5 separate regions of the Mus musculus genome follow, and all the other regions are linked to region 1. Evidence: chromatin contacts called from public ChIA-PET, Hi-C and HiChIP or PLAC-seq data. All regions are on one chromosome and are shown on one strand. The core of a region is the stretch at or near the end of the contact, and the rest is flanking DNA. Distances in the headings are between cores, read along the strand shown. Region 1 overlaps Trerf1 (transcriptional regulating factor 1). Region 2 has its middle 24 kb from the start of Tbcc. Region 3 overlaps Ubr2 (ubiquitin protein ligase E3 component n-recognin 2). Region 4 overlaps Ubr2 (ubiquitin protein ligase E3 component n-recognin 2). Region 5 overlaps Ubr2 (ubiquitin protein ligase E3 component n-recognin 2).

The links. Hi-C and Micro-C count contacts between places; a contact is called where the count stands out from the background. ChIA-PET counts read pairs in DNA pulled down with a chosen protein or histone mark. HiChIP or PLAC-seq counts read pairs in DNA pulled down with a chosen protein or histone mark.
Region 2: a contact with region 1 is called in an HNF4G HiChIP or PLAC-seq map of pancreatic cancer cells. The contact joins two enhancer-like sites. A contact is called at or near these places in 3 of 115 datasets of contacts at active chromatin or transcription factors (bone marrow-derived dendritic cells, bone marrow-derived macrophages and pancreatic cancer cells).
Region 3: a contact with region 1 is called in a Hi-C map of rod photoreceptor, with 2.0 times the contacts expected there. The contact joins two enhancer-like sites. A contact is called at or near these places in 3 of 39 promoter capture datasets (hematopoietic stem and progenitor cells, liver and stem cell-derived epiblast-like cells), 3 of 484 Hi-C or Micro-C datasets (the P5424 cell line, nephron progenitors and rod photoreceptor), 1 of 115 datasets of contacts at active chromatin or transcription factors (astrocytes) and 1 of 9 other capture datasets (embryonic stem cells).
Region 4: an RNA polymerase II ChIA-PET map of memory CD8 T cells shows a contact between it and region 1, with 7 read pairs. The contact joins two enhancer-like sites. A contact is called at or near these places in 1 of 484 Hi-C or Micro-C datasets (bone marrow-derived macrophages), 2 of 115 datasets of contacts at active chromatin or transcription factors (embryonic fibroblasts and memory CD8 T cells) and 1 of 9 other capture datasets (embryonic stem cells).
Region 5: a contact with region 1 is called in an H3K27ac HiChIP or PLAC-seq map of the NIH/3T3 cell line, with 2.9 times the contacts expected there. The contact joins two enhancer-like sites. A contact is called at or near these places in 4 of 115 datasets of contacts at active chromatin or transcription factors (the NIH/3T3 cell line, bone marrow-derived macrophages, craniofacial prominence and 1 more).

What each region holds. Positions count from the first base shown.
Region 1 is chr17:47,292,842-47,295,467 of GRCm38.p6, forward strand. All of the region lies in intron 2 of Trerf1 (transcriptional regulating factor 1), which reads left to right. Among named protein-coding and RNA genes, the nearest start is that of Trerf1, 64 kb to the left of the region's middle. Within about 2 kb of position 1,345, at least 225 of the 459 cell types and tissues checked have an H3K27ac peak or open chromatin away from gene starts, as enhancers often do. A contact at or near this core is called in the NIH/3T3 cell line, bone marrow-derived macrophages, memory CD8 T cells and 2 more, where this site is marked.
Region 2 is chr17:46,865,742-46,868,367 of GRCm38.p6, forward strand. It overlaps a transcript of Bicral not described here. Among named protein-coding and RNA genes, the nearest start is that of Tbcc, 24 kb to the right of the region's middle. Within about 2 kb of position 1,295, at least 98 of the 459 cell types and tissues checked have an H3K27ac peak or open chromatin away from gene starts, as enhancers often do. A contact at or near this core is called in bone marrow-derived macrophages and pancreatic cancer cells, where this site is marked.
Region 3 is chr17:46,932,402-46,935,027 of GRCm38.p6, forward strand. Ubr2 (ubiquitin protein ligase E3 component n-recognin 2) reads right to left here. Exons shown (of 47, transcript NM_146078.3): 45 at 1,674-1,844; 46 at 52-153. Among named protein-coding and RNA genes, the nearest start is that of Prph2, 23 kb to the left of the region's middle. Within about 2 kb of position 1,325, at least 97 of the 459 cell types and tissues checked have an H3K27ac peak or open chromatin away from gene starts, as enhancers often do. A contact at or near this core is called in rod photoreceptor, where this site is marked.
Region 4 is chr17:46,965,808-46,968,433 of GRCm38.p6, forward strand. Ubr2 (ubiquitin protein ligase E3 component n-recognin 2) reads right to left here. Exons shown (of 47, transcript NM_146078.3): 18 at 2,577-2,626; 19 at 1,383-1,505; 20 at 1,225-1,288; 21 at 334-458. Among named protein-coding and RNA genes, the nearest start is that of Ubr2, 43 kb to the right of the region's middle. Within about 2 kb of position 1,329, at least 24 of the 459 cell types and tissues checked have an H3K27ac peak or open chromatin away from gene starts, as enhancers often do. A contact at or near this core is called in memory CD8 T cells, where this site is marked.
Region 5 is chr17:46,993,867-46,996,492 of GRCm38.p6, forward strand. All of the region lies in intron 2 of Ubr2 (ubiquitin protein ligase E3 component n-recognin 2), which reads right to left. Among named protein-coding and RNA genes, the nearest start is that of Ubr2, 15 kb to the right of the region's middle. Within about 2 kb of position 1,300, at least 131 of the 459 cell types and tissues checked have an H3K27ac peak or open chromatin away from gene starts, as enhancers often do. A contact at or near this core is called in the NIH/3T3 cell line and bone marrow-derived macrophages, where this site is marked.

The DNA.
Region 1 (2,626 bases), core at 95-2,594:
CCGGTCTACAGAGTGACATCTTTTCTCAATCAATCAATAAATAAATATCAAACGATCAGAGGCAAGACACAGCTCATGGCTAGCCATTGCTTGCAGCAGGTATCAGCCTTGGGTTCTTGAAAAGAGCCTGAAATATCCCATCCTCCATACACACTCCTGTGTCCTGTTCTGTGATGTGCCACGAGAGGTGCTGGAGCCTCTCGCTGTGGTCTGTTCCCTTATGGAGCCTTATGAAGGGCGGTCTGGCTGCCCATAACCATGGTCCTCTGGCCAGGGAAGAAGGATCTTCAACATCCATTCACCTCCATTCTGTGTGTGCACCAATTACGCATGGGGTGATGGGCGTGCCATAGCAGGAGCGCAGGGTCAGAGGTCAGCTCTTTGGACTCCCTTCCACTGTTACATGGTCTCCAGGGAATCAAGCTGAAGTTGCCGGATTTATGTGGCAGACACCTTTACCCACCAAGCCATCTTCCCGCCCCCGCCTTCAGCTGTCTTCGCCTCTGCTTGGTGGTTTTCTGCACTACCAGGTTTATCTCAGGCCACTTCCTGATTTGATATCGATCAGGTACCCACTTTTGCCTCAGGGACTGCTACTTTTAGTGACTCTGGGCTCTGTGTGGTGAACGTGTAGCATCAAAAAGGCATAGCCAAAGAGTTGCCTAAAGAACCAAATATCTTCACTTAGAAAGGAAGCTGAGGGAGAGAGTGCTGTGCCTGTGAGGGGTCAGGGAAGGCTTCCTGGAGGAGGAAGACTTGCATTGAGTCAGTGGCTCCAGTAGGTGAGATGGCAGCAGAGGGAGTTTGGGTTCTACAACGTTTGGCTGTAGAAATGGTGGGGTCTAGTCTTAGAGACCAGTAACTGTTCTCATAGGCAGTAAGTGCCAGCTAGTGGCTTCCAGGCCCACAGATGGCCTCCATGGCCCCTCCCGAAGGTTCCGCCAGCTGTTAGCATATCCAAAGTCCTATGAAGTCCTACTGTGTGCCCCCAGGCTCCTGAGTCGTCTAGCCATCCACAAACATCATCAACTTGTGTGCTTCTGCCTTAAGTTTTCCCAGAACCTGGGTCACCAAGCTCAGGAATTGGCATCTTTCTCTAAAACTGTAAGGACCAAACTCTATTCAAACTACCTCGTGTTGCTTGGTTGTTTGGGGAGGGAGGGGGTTGCTAGGCAACCTGGGTAAGGGGGTGGATGGGATTAGGGAAAGGTTTTTCTCTTCCCATACAGTTAGGAGAAGGTGTCCTGATGTTCTCAATCAAATGAGTGGCTAGGCCCATACGCCTGGGGCTAGAGGCCCAACCCCACCAGTAAACCTCAGAGTCTATTAACAGCCTCTCTGCTGGGTGAGTCACCCTTCCTGCCCCTCCTTACCTCTACTTACTCAGGGCTCTGAGGCCAGACTGATCCTTCCATCCAGCTGGCTTGGCCCAGGGCGAGCTCAATGAGATTAACTATTTAACTATTTCCCACTGGTGAATTCCCCGAGGCAGCTGAGCCCTGGTTGAAGCAAGGGCTTGTCCTGGATACACCCATGGAGATAATTCCAGAACCAGGAAGCAGGGTGCAGCGCATCCAGGACTGTCTGAGGAGCCTGGGGTGCCAGAGGCACTGGGTATAAAGCCAGGAGGTGTCCCGGGCTGAGGGCCCCTGTGCTGTCAGGGTTACATAATAGCTGACAGAAACATGCTCTCAAGTGAGTCTTTAAGTGCTCCTCTGGAGACTGGCCATCAGCACAGCATGATGACAGAGTGAATGTCTTGCTCCTAAAACTACCTTAAGTCCCTGACCTGCACTGGTCGTAACACGTGCGCCATTCTGATATGTTCTGATTTCTGTGTTTACTTGTTTGCGTGTGGACATTTGAGGCAGGGTCTCTCAAACTCTGTAGCCGAAACTGGCCTTGAGCCCAAGATGCTCCTCCCCTGTCAGCCACCATGGTCAGCTATGTATTTTTTACATGTGTGTGCATGTGTGCATGCCTGTGTGCATTTGTGTGTGCGCGCACGTGTGCTTGTGCATGTGGAAGCCAACGGACAATCTCAAGTGTCTTCCTTGTCTTTTATGACAACCGCCCCTTGGCCTGGAACTCCCAGATTAGGCCAGTGAACTCCAGGAATCCTCCCTGTCTCCACTGCCCAGCGTTGGGTACAGTGTCCAAGGAGGCCAGAAGAGACGGGGTTAGGACCCTGGACTGGAGTTACAGGTCATTTGAACCATCATGTGCGTGCTGGAAACCAAACCCAGGTTGTCTGGAAGAGCAGCCAAGTGCTTTTAACTGCTGAGCCTTCTCCTCAGCCTTCCTCCCCACAATGGGCTGCTCTTTGGGGACCCTCTAAGATACCAGTGTGGAGGAGGATCTACTGTTTCAAGCCCTGGTCCAGGATTTTTGGGGTGTCCCGGGGAGCACCTAGAGAAACTCCTCACACTGAGTTCCCTCTTGAAGCTCAGGGTCCTGTGTTCTGCAGAAGCAGAGCCTGGGGTATAGGACAGGAAGTCACTTGCCCAACAGGGTCCCAGAGCTGGCCCTTCTCTGTTTGGTCCAGCTTATCTTTTTGTGAGGTTTGCATTTCCTGAATCTTCGGCAGCTGGATGGGGGTGGGGAGTAGGGTAGGGGAAGTGGGCTT
Region 2 (2,626 bases), core at 45-2,544, 430 kb before region 1:
ATTAGAGAGAGAGGAAAAGAGAGGGAGGGGGAGAGGGAGGGAGAGGGGGAGGGGGAGGGGGGAGGGAGAGGGTGAGAAGGTATTAAGCAGGCCTCTAAGATGTATTCTCAACACTCTAAGAACACTAAGGAAGGCTGGGAGGTGGCTCAGTCAGTAAAGACCTAGTCAGGAAAGACCTCCCATGCACAAGCATGAGGACCCGGGTTTGAGCCCCAGGACCCATGTTAAAAAGCCAGGTGCTGATAGCATGAGCTTGTAGCCCCAGTGCTAGGGAGGCAGACACAGAGGTCAGCTAGGTGGGCTTATTTGATGAGTTCCAGGCCAGGAGAAAGGCTGTCTCCAAAACAAGGTTGGTCACCTCTGACAAATGACACCCCAGGTTGTCTCCTGGCCTCCACAGGCATGTGCACACAGGTGTGCACATACATGCGCGCGCGCACACACACACACACACACACATACACACACACACACACACATGAAGTAAAAAAGAGAGAAACCTGGGCATCCATCCCATAAATAACCACCAAACCCAGACACTATTGCAGATGCCAACAGGAGCCTGATATAGCTGCCTCCTGCGGCTCTGCCAGTGCCTGACAAATACAGAAGTGGATGCTCACAGCCATCCATTTGGACTGAGCACAGGGTCCCCAATGAAGGAGGTAGAGGAAGTACCCAAGTTGCTGAAGGGGTTTGCAGCCCCATAGGAGGAACAACAATATGAACTAATCAGTACCCCCAGATCTCCCTGGGACTAAACCTCCAATCAAAGAAAACACATGGTGGGACTCACTGCTCCAGCTGCATATGTAGCAGAGGATAGCCTAGTCAGTCATCAATGGGAGGAGAGGCCCTTGGTCCTGTGAAGGTTCTATGCCCCAGTATAAGCAAACGCCAGGGTCAGGAAGCAGGAGTAGGAGGAGGGTGTATAGGAGATTTTCAGAGGGGAAACTAGGAAAGGGGATAACATTTGAAATGCAAATAAAGAAAATATCTAATTTTTAAAGAGTGAGAGAGAGAAAGAGAGAAACCAAGGAGAAGGGACACTGCGGGACTAACATCCAGGGCCACATGGTAAAAAGCTGCACGGTTACTGGAACGGTGAGGAGTTACCGAGGTGTCAGTGGAGGACACCGTGGGCAAAGGTACGTATACTCTCACCATGTTCAAATGCACGTCACTCGGGATGAATCACAGCAGCCAAATACCAGTTGGGTACATGTGTCAGCTCCTTGTGAGTCATATCTAACACAACCAGGACATTGTTCAGAAACTGACAGTCAGAGCAGAGGGCACGGGTGCTCGGGAGGAACAGCTCACGAGGGCCTGGCATGAGGCCTTAGGAGTCCATCTTACCCACTGAAAGCAGGGCGCATGGAGAGGCACGTGACCATTTCTTCTAACCGTTCTAGTCTCCATATTTGTGACTCAAACCTTTCCCCTCAGCCACACCCTGGACACTGTAGAGTTCTTCTTCATTCTTTCCTTCAAAGCACAGAACCCACCCACAAGCCTCCCCTAAAAGCCAGGCCTTCTTCTCCACAGACATCAGGCTTCATCTCTTGCTTGCCCCCACCCCCACCCCACCCCCGGTCAATCTCCTGCCTAGATTTAGAGGCACCTCTCTAAATCTCAAAGTGGAATGTGTCCCATCACCATCTGCACCTCACTGACTGGGGAGTTGCTCTAACAACACAACCCCCCCTGCCCCCCCCCCCGCCCCCGTGGGTGAACAGCTCAGAACAGGCACATGCTAGTGCCTCAACCTCTGGCACTCCGTAATGAATTAAGATACAGATTCCTAAACCTAAGGCCAGGGGCTTAGGCTCTTGCCTGTAATCTCATCTTTAACTATCTGGAAAGCCTTGGGTCAGCCTGGGCTCTGTCAGAGCACTTGCCGGGGTAGGGGACCAGAGCTCAGTTCCAGCTCCAGGGGATCTGACACCTCTAACCTCCTCCTCGCCTGCACTCGTTTGCATATATACCCACATAGAGACACACAGGCCTACACATAATTGAAAACCGGGCCATGGGCATGGCTCACTTAGAGTTCTTGCCTAGCATGTACAATCCCTAGCTCTCCCTCCACTGAGCATGGCGGCTCAGCTCTGTCATCGTAGCAATCTGGGAGGCGGAGCCAAGAGGAACAGGAGTTCAAGATTACCCATAACAACACAGTGCACTTCAGGCTAGCCTGGGCTACATGAGAGTGTATCAAAATAGTGACAGGGGAAAAAAAAAAACTCAAAACAAAGAACAAACGACAGTAAAAAAAACCAGATTGCCTTGCGGGAACCCATAGGTGGAGGACATTCCTGGGAAGGACCAAGGCTTGAATCATACTTTCTTACTTTACTTGAGTATTACAGGTCGAACCCACTCATGAAGGCTAAACAGATTATCTACCACTGAGCTAGTGACATCCCCAGCCCAGGTACCAACTGTTCATTGTCTTTTCCAGCTTCCCTGGATACAGTCAGCGTCGGCGTCATCACCACCACCACCACCACCATCACCATCATCATCAATTACATTTTATCTATTCTGTGTTTTGCAGGGGACGTGTGTGTGGAGGTCAGAGGACAACCTTTGGAAGTCAGTTCTCCACTACGACCACATGAGA
Region 3 (2,626 bases), core at 75-2,574, 360 kb before region 1:
TATCATGCTCTCCACGAGGCTCATCTTCCTAACCCCAGGCCGGGTCCTTACCTGAGTCCCTGGTCGGTCTCTCCATAGTCGTCAAGGTAAGGAGGAGAATAAAAACATCCTTTGGTTTTGCCAGCTAAAAATAGCACCTGACATTCCCGCACTCTGTGGAGAGAGCATTCATCTTTGTACATTTATGTAAGTAACATGATGTTGATTCAACTCAGAGAAAAGGCTTATGTAAGGAAACACATGCACAAAAGGCCAGGTCAGGAGACGAGAGCAGCTGTAACAGAGATACCTGCGAGTAGCAAGGTATCCGCCCAAGTCTGGTGCAGGGGACTTGATCACACTGTGAACCCTGAGACTGTGTTACTTATGGAAAAAACTGTTTCTAGTTGTGGTACGGCTCGGTTTTAATCCCTCTGCTGGAATACAGACTTGCCTTTAGGACATACCTTTAAATCCATAGTTTGTGGAAGGACACAGCCATGTTTGGAAGTGACGTCTAATGGAGTGGCAGACAGAATTATGAATCAGAGAAAGATCTGACAGAATAGGATGTGCCTCACTCTCTTGAGGAAGAGGAAGCTACTTGAGAGAGCAGCGCAGAGCCAGAGGGAAGAGAGAAGGCAGATTTACCGGGAGGGTTTTACAGAGACAGGCTGAAGAGAGACCAAGCAGACACGGTGAAGACAGAATGAGTCAGAGAATGAGAAGGAGCCAGAAGATCAGAGGAGCTTGCAAAGGTAGCATGAGGCCAAACAGAGCAACTCAGAAGTCAGTCTGACTCAGTCAGCATGGAGAGGGGTGTGAGTCACAGCCAGTCAGAGCTCAGAAAGAACCAGGAAGGGTGAGCTTATTCAGCACAAAGTCTCAGAGGCTGGAAACACTGTCGGCCTAGATTGGCCTGTGTGCAGTCTGGAAGTCCCCAGGCCTAGGCCTAGGTTAGCAGACGGAGGAGGTAAGCCTCCGAGGTGCCAATTCAGGAGAACAAGGGACTCTTTACACAAGTGTTCAGTGGAGCCATGCGGCGGGAATGTACCTGGCAATGACGTGCTGCAAATTCAGACAGTGACTGTGTCGAGAACCCAGGGCTCCAAGCAGAATTTAAAACAGCTAAGTGTGGGGAAAGACAGCTCATCTTTTCCCCACAATTATGAGAAAATTACTCGTTTAAAAAATGACATACAACAGTTACTAAGTATTTTTATCTGAGTACAGGACCCAGTGGCAACCCGTGCCTCCTCAGAGAAAACCTAAGAGCACCACAGAGGCAAAGATGATGCTGGGCTCTAAAGATTTACAAATTTATGCTTTATGTGTAAGTGTGTGAGTCCACAGAGGCCAGCAGAGGGCAGCAGATCCCCTAGCACCAGAGCTACAGGCAGTCGTGAGCTGCACTGCTGACCCAAATGCTGGGACCTGAATACAGGTGCTCTTGTGCTCCGTCTCTGCAGTTCCTGACGGGGGAATTCTTTACCTGAATTTGGGGAGGAAACGAGGGACAGGGATCGCCCCACATTTAAGGAGGCACAAAGGGGAGCTAAGCTGTCAGTTGGGAGCTGTCACCAGCCATACGGGAAATGTGAGAGCCCTGGCTCTTTGTAGTCTGCACACAGTGGCACAGTGGCTTCGAAAGTCCCCGAAGTGCTCAGGTGAACACGGCCAGCCGAGGGCCTTACCTCAGGAAGATGCCGGCCCCGGAGCCGCAGGAGTAGGTGTGTGCTGTGCAGGCTCCGACGTCCTCACCCTCCAGCTCAGCTTGGCAGCAGTAACTCTGAGAGCAGAGGAGACTCCCACACACGAGGCACAGAGTAGGAGCTCTGCTCTTGTCGCCACCTGATTTGGGGCACCTGGAAGATAAAGACAGCACTGTTACAAAGGAACAGGCACAGAGCACCCTGGAAAATAATCTGTCAGTATTCACCATTCTGTGACAGGACACTGGGACACACACTAATACCACCTACCAGAAACACCTAAGGGAGCAACATCTGGGACAGGCAGATGGGAACACTGTGTGAACAACAGGAACTACTATTGGGGCACGGAAGAGTGATGCCTCAGTCACGTACAAATCTCAGACACAGTGTGCAAAGTACTGCAGACACAGCCACTTAAATGGAGTGACGCGGAACAGACACCCATGTTAGCTTCCCAGACACATGGGGAGGGGGCGAGAAGAAGCTTCAAACAAGAGATGGCTTCTGTTAGAATGGCCTGTGGGCACATCTTTGGAGACACTTTCTTCTTGATGGCTAATTGATGACGGGCAGGTGGGCCCAGGTTATATAAGAACGCAGACGGAGCAAACCAGTGACAGTGTTCTTCCATGGCCTCTGCTTCAGTCCCCCGTCCAGGTTCCTGCTCTGAGCCCCTGCTCTGACCTCCCTCAGTGACAGACTGTAACCTGTAAGCAGGTTAACCCTTTTCCTCCCCACGTTGCTCTGGTCAGTGCTTTAGCACATCAACAGAGTAAAAGAGGGCAGAGACTCAGCACAGCACTCAGAGTGACGTGTCTACAGAGCAAGGAGGGAGACGCAGGAGATACCCAGAGACAGAAAACTCCTTAAGAATCACAAATGCAGGCCAGGTGTGGTGGCGCACGCCTTTAATCCCAGCACTCGGGAGGCAG
Region 4 (2,626 bases), core at 79-2,578, 330 kb before region 1:
ACTCTTCTGCACTGGAGTAAGGAAAAAGCCCTGAGAATGTGTGTTTACTCAAGTTCGAGTGGATACCTCCTCCCTCAGGTGAAAGCGTCACCTGCACTCCTTGGGGTCAGACAGACCCTAATATGCCCCTGCTCTGTGGACAAAACCACTTAGCTCTAAGCACCACATTCTTCAGAGTTCTCTCTAGCTCAGCTCTGCTCCCTAGTCACTGTTCCCAGTGTTCTCCTTTCCAGATGGAATAGCCATCTTAGAACTGTAGCTTGCACCCAGGGGGGAAGTGCACACACTGCTGGGGAGGAGCAGCTTCCGGGTTTCTTAACTGTGGACACTTACATCTTCAGGCAGAGACTTCACCAGCTCACTGTGAGCCATAGGCTTGATGCTCAACTGATGGATAATCTCCCTCTTGATTTCATCTGTGGCAGCCACCTGTCCAACCCCAGGGTTGAATCTTTCTCCTGTCCAAAATGAAAGGTAGATGCACACATTTAATGGACCCATGTACTTATGTGTACAGATTTCCAGTTCTTGCAACAGAATCCATCCTCTGTCTGGGTCACTCTGTGGGAAAATAAAGGCTGGTTTGGAAGGCAATAGCAGTTCCCGTTTATACTGAGTCTGATGCACCGACTTAAGGTTTCATGGCTGCTTTGGAGAAGGACCAGAAGTACGACGGGACCAGTGGAAGTCACACCCTTTCCTCCTCTGTGCTTCTGTCTAGGACAGGCTGGTATCACTCTGAGACCCTCTTCATTAGGGCCACCTCTGCCCACTGGATTGGCTACTTTACGGCCACAGAAGGTCTGAACAGTGGGGGAATGACAGAGCAGAAGGGATCAAAGAACTGGGAAAGCAGGGCCAAGCGAACAGGAGACGTAGGTAATAAACAGACGTCTCTGAGTCACTGGTCTTCATTAACCTGTGGTTGCTGTCTTTGGAGTCAAGAAGACATTTAAACCAAGAACCAAGAGAGAAGAAACAAAGCGAAGATTTTAGTCCTAGCAACTCTCTGCTCACAATGTGTTCCCAAGCTGTGCCAGTCTCCCTCCACCCTTGGCCCAAATACAGCCTTTCAGTTCATCTGTTTCGGCCATTGCACCCCTTCCTCTTTCTGGGGTGTGTGTGTGTGAAGGGCTGTGTGCCCGTTCTCTTCCCATGACTGATCGAGCAAGCTCAGCGCCCTGCTGCCATCGCCAGGCCCACATCAAGGCGGTGTGCACTCACCCACAAGCATGATGATGAGGTAGAGCATCTCTTCGATCAGAGTGTTGTTCTGCTGAACGACGTCCTGTGGGAGGAGGGGCAAGTGCAGAGGTGAGAACACGCCCACTGCTGTCCCTCACACATACAGGACACGTGGGCGTTGTGACACAGGCTCTTACCTTATGGGTAACCTCAGAACTGAATCTCTTCCCATAGTCAGGCGTGCTGAAGAGCTGATAGAGTTCAAAGCGGCTGAGCATGATCATCAGGAAGTGGTTTGGGTCCATCATGGAGACACCTGTCTTTTTTGTTTGTTTGAGACAAAGGAGAAGAGGAAGGTCAGAAGGGACACTCAGTGTTAGTGAGAGATGTTTAAGGTTGCACAAGAAAACAGCTTATTTGACCACCAATTTGAAGAAAAAATGGACACCTACTTAGCCACACCCTATATCATGTGGCTGCCAAGAGGGGACAGGAATCTAAGCAGGTCAAACAATCCACACAAAGAAACCTCCCTTAAAACTGAACCCCAGGAGAACCACACAGGCAGTTCGGCTCCTTTCCTGTCTCAGTCCACTGAAGGACACGGCTATGAATTTCGCTGCAGTTTCCTATCAGAGTTCACTGCCTACTAGGAACTGAGAGGAATATCAATTAAGCCCCTAGTATGTACATACGTATTCTGTTACTGAGACCCTTTTGTGGTAAGCACTCCATTACATAAAACGATAGCTTCTTTTCTCTTAATGCCATTTTTAAAAGTTCTAAATCAAACTGGACTCAACAGCTAGGAACTGAAGTAGAGTTCTCTGGAAGAGCAGCCAGTGCTGGACCATATCCATAGCACCTATCTTTTGGTGCTGCTGCTGCTATTAAGTCTGTTGAGTCAGGGTCTCACTATGTAAGCACACTGCCTTCGAACTCAGAGATCTGCCTGTCTCTGCGTGCACCACCAAGCCAGTCTGTTTATTTTTTAGAATTTACGGTTATGCGTGCCAGTGTCTGCCACATGAGTGCTGTGCCTACAGAGACCAGAAAGGAGCTGGAGTCCCCGTGGTTGTGGCTGCCTGCTGTGGTGCTGGAAAAAGAACTCGGCTCCTTTATGAGCAGCAAAGCTCTTAAGCACTGAGCTGTCTGTCTGTCTGTCTAGCCAGCTGTCTGTCTGACTGTAGCAGCTGCATCTGGCATGCTGAGTCTGACCCTGATCTGGAGACTGGGGGAAGCATTCTGCAGGCTGTTGGCCTTGAGTGGGGAGTGTTAGTAGACAGAGCAGGTAGGATTCAGAGATCTGCAAGTGAGTGTTAGGTGACTGACTCAGTAAAACAAGACCAGGCCTCCCCACAGCCCTGAAGTCAGGGTTTTTAACTCATTACCTGAAGCATCACTATGTCCTTGTCGAACATCTCTCGCCTGCATTTCACAT
Region 5 (2,626 bases), core at 50-2,549, 300 kb before region 1:
ACACTGACCCCGGAAGCTAAGCAAACCCCTAAGTCAGAGTTTGCAAGTTTTTGTGGAAGTTGCATCTAAAGTGGAGGCCAGAGAGTGCTGTTATGTTACTGTTTCCTTTATTCCGAGACGAGGCCTCTCTGTACAGCCCTGGCACTCACTATGTAGACCAGGCTGGCTTTGAACCCACAGAGATCTGACCACTTCTGCCTCCCAAGTGTTGGGATGAAAGGTTTTCATTATTTGGCTCCTTGGTGTTCTTAGATTCATAACTATCTCTTCTGGATTTCCCCGTCTGGATGGGTTTCTCTCAGTCTCACCTCTAGTGCATAAAGGCAATTATGTTTAGTATCCATAATAATCAAGACAGCTCTGACAGTTTGCGGATTTGCTTGTCTATAGTTAAATAAATAAAAAATTTCCCAAAGAATGGGGCAGCAAATGTTCCTATGAGACACAGATGCCTCATGTTCTAAGGCAGAGGGAATATTTGAGGCTGCAAACCCAGAATGGCTGGGTTTTCTATACCTAACCTGAAGAACACTCTCCAGAGTAGCTAGTTGACAAGTAAATGCGACTGAACGAGAATTGGAAACATACAACTAACAGCACTACTAAAGAAACAGTGGGGGCTGGAGAGATGGCTCAGCGGATAAGAGCACTGACTGCTCTTCCAAAGGTCCTGAGTTCAAATCCCAGCAACCACATGGTGGCTCACAACCACCCGTAATGAGATCCGATGCCCTCTTCTGTGTCTGAAGACAGCTACAGTGTACGTATTTATAATAAATAAATCTTTGGGCTGGAGCAGATGGGGCCGACTGGAGAGAACAGAGGTCCTAAATTCAATTCCCAACAATCAGATGAAGGCTCACAACTATCTGCACAGCTAAAGTGTGTAGTCACATACATAAAATAAAAAAGGAACAGAGTGAGCAGCAAAATGTCACCTTTGTACTGTCCCAGCACTCTCAGCAGTAGCCCTGGGAGCCGACAATGTTTGTTGTTCTGCCTGAGGCACTAGATACATGTTTCACATCTGCAGCTGGGAAACAGGACTCACAGGGCAGCCCAGTTTGGGATAACAGGGGATGTGAGCTCAAGACAAGTCCATCTTGCTAAGTTACCAACATCTCTTTCCACAGCCCAAGTGTGCTATGTGGCAAAGTACCTTTGCGTGTACTTTGTGGTAAAAGAGGGCAGTACCACAAGACAACTTGCTTTCCCACGAAGGGTCAAACTGCATGGAGGCTGGCTGCTGATGCAACCTCAGAGCTATGTTACAGCAGGCCATCCTGTGGCTGCTGCAACATTAACCCACAGCACCGCCCACAGGGGCTGGACACAGCGTGGCCAGCTGTGCTGATGGCCAGCCTTGCAAACTAGTTGTTCCCATCATGCACCTGACACACGTGAAAACCCCATGTAAGGACAGAAAGAGTGAAGCGTACAGGGGCAAACGGCACCTGTCTTAGAATGGGTCACCTGAACTCCTTCCTCTCCTCCACCTAGTGTGTCCATAAGACAGGGGTCCCGTACTCCAGCAGCACAGTTCTCTGGAGGCCAGCATGCCCCCCTTCTCTCTGCAGTAAAATTCATCAACATCTCCTACTTTGGGATTCTTACCCCACAATTCTTTCTCTAGGGCTGACAACCTAGGAAACCGTATCGAGGTCTTATTTTGCTTTCTCCATCTCAGAAACTCCCCAGCCTTTACTAGGGATGACAGTTCCAAACAACAGGCCACACTTCTAAGTTTCAGTGGTCACAAGAAATAATCCATTAAAATAAAAGAAGAATACTCAAAAACACTTTTTTATTTATAGATATGTGTGTGTGTGTGTGTGTGTGTGTGTGTGTGAGCAAGCCTCTGTACCACAGTGCACATGCAGAGGTCAGAGATGACCTGCAGCTGTCAGTCCTCTCTTTCCATCACGTGGTCTTGAGGATCTGACTTGGGTTAAGGCTTGATGACAAAGACCCACTCCTGCTGAGCCATCACCAGCATATCACATGTTTTCCAATACTTATTTTTAGTATCTTAAATTATATGTATTTCTGTGTATCTAAATGTGGGTATTTGCACCTCGAGTGCACTAGCCTGCATAGGACAGAGGTGAGTTAGCCTCCCTGGAACTGGGGTTACAAGTGGTTTCAAGCAGACCGACATGGATGCTGGGAAGGAAACTTGAGTCCTCAGCAGACAGTGCTCGGAACTGCTGAGCCGCTCTCCAGCCTCCGTGATTTATTTTTAACAAAAAAAGTGCATGTCTACACATCTGAATTTAGCTGAAAAAAAAACAAAAAAAAAAAAAACAAAAACAAGACATGAGCCCATTTTCCCACATTTTATTAAATATGAGTGAAACAACAACTAACACTGGCATGTGAGAATAAAAGGCAGGCAAGAATGAACAAGGGCTTGGTAGTCAGAGGCCTGGTGTGATATGACACACATGTTCCCCGCCTGTGCCTTCCTAGTGGCTTGAATAACACGGAGGTGCCTCAGGCCTCAGAAAACAAACTCCTTCTGACCTTCTCCTGCCAAACCTGTTTTCCCTTCTAAGCCAGGTTACCAGAACTGGAAGGACACTCATCCCAGCCTTTCTGTCCTGAAGATAGCCATAAAGAAACTTGA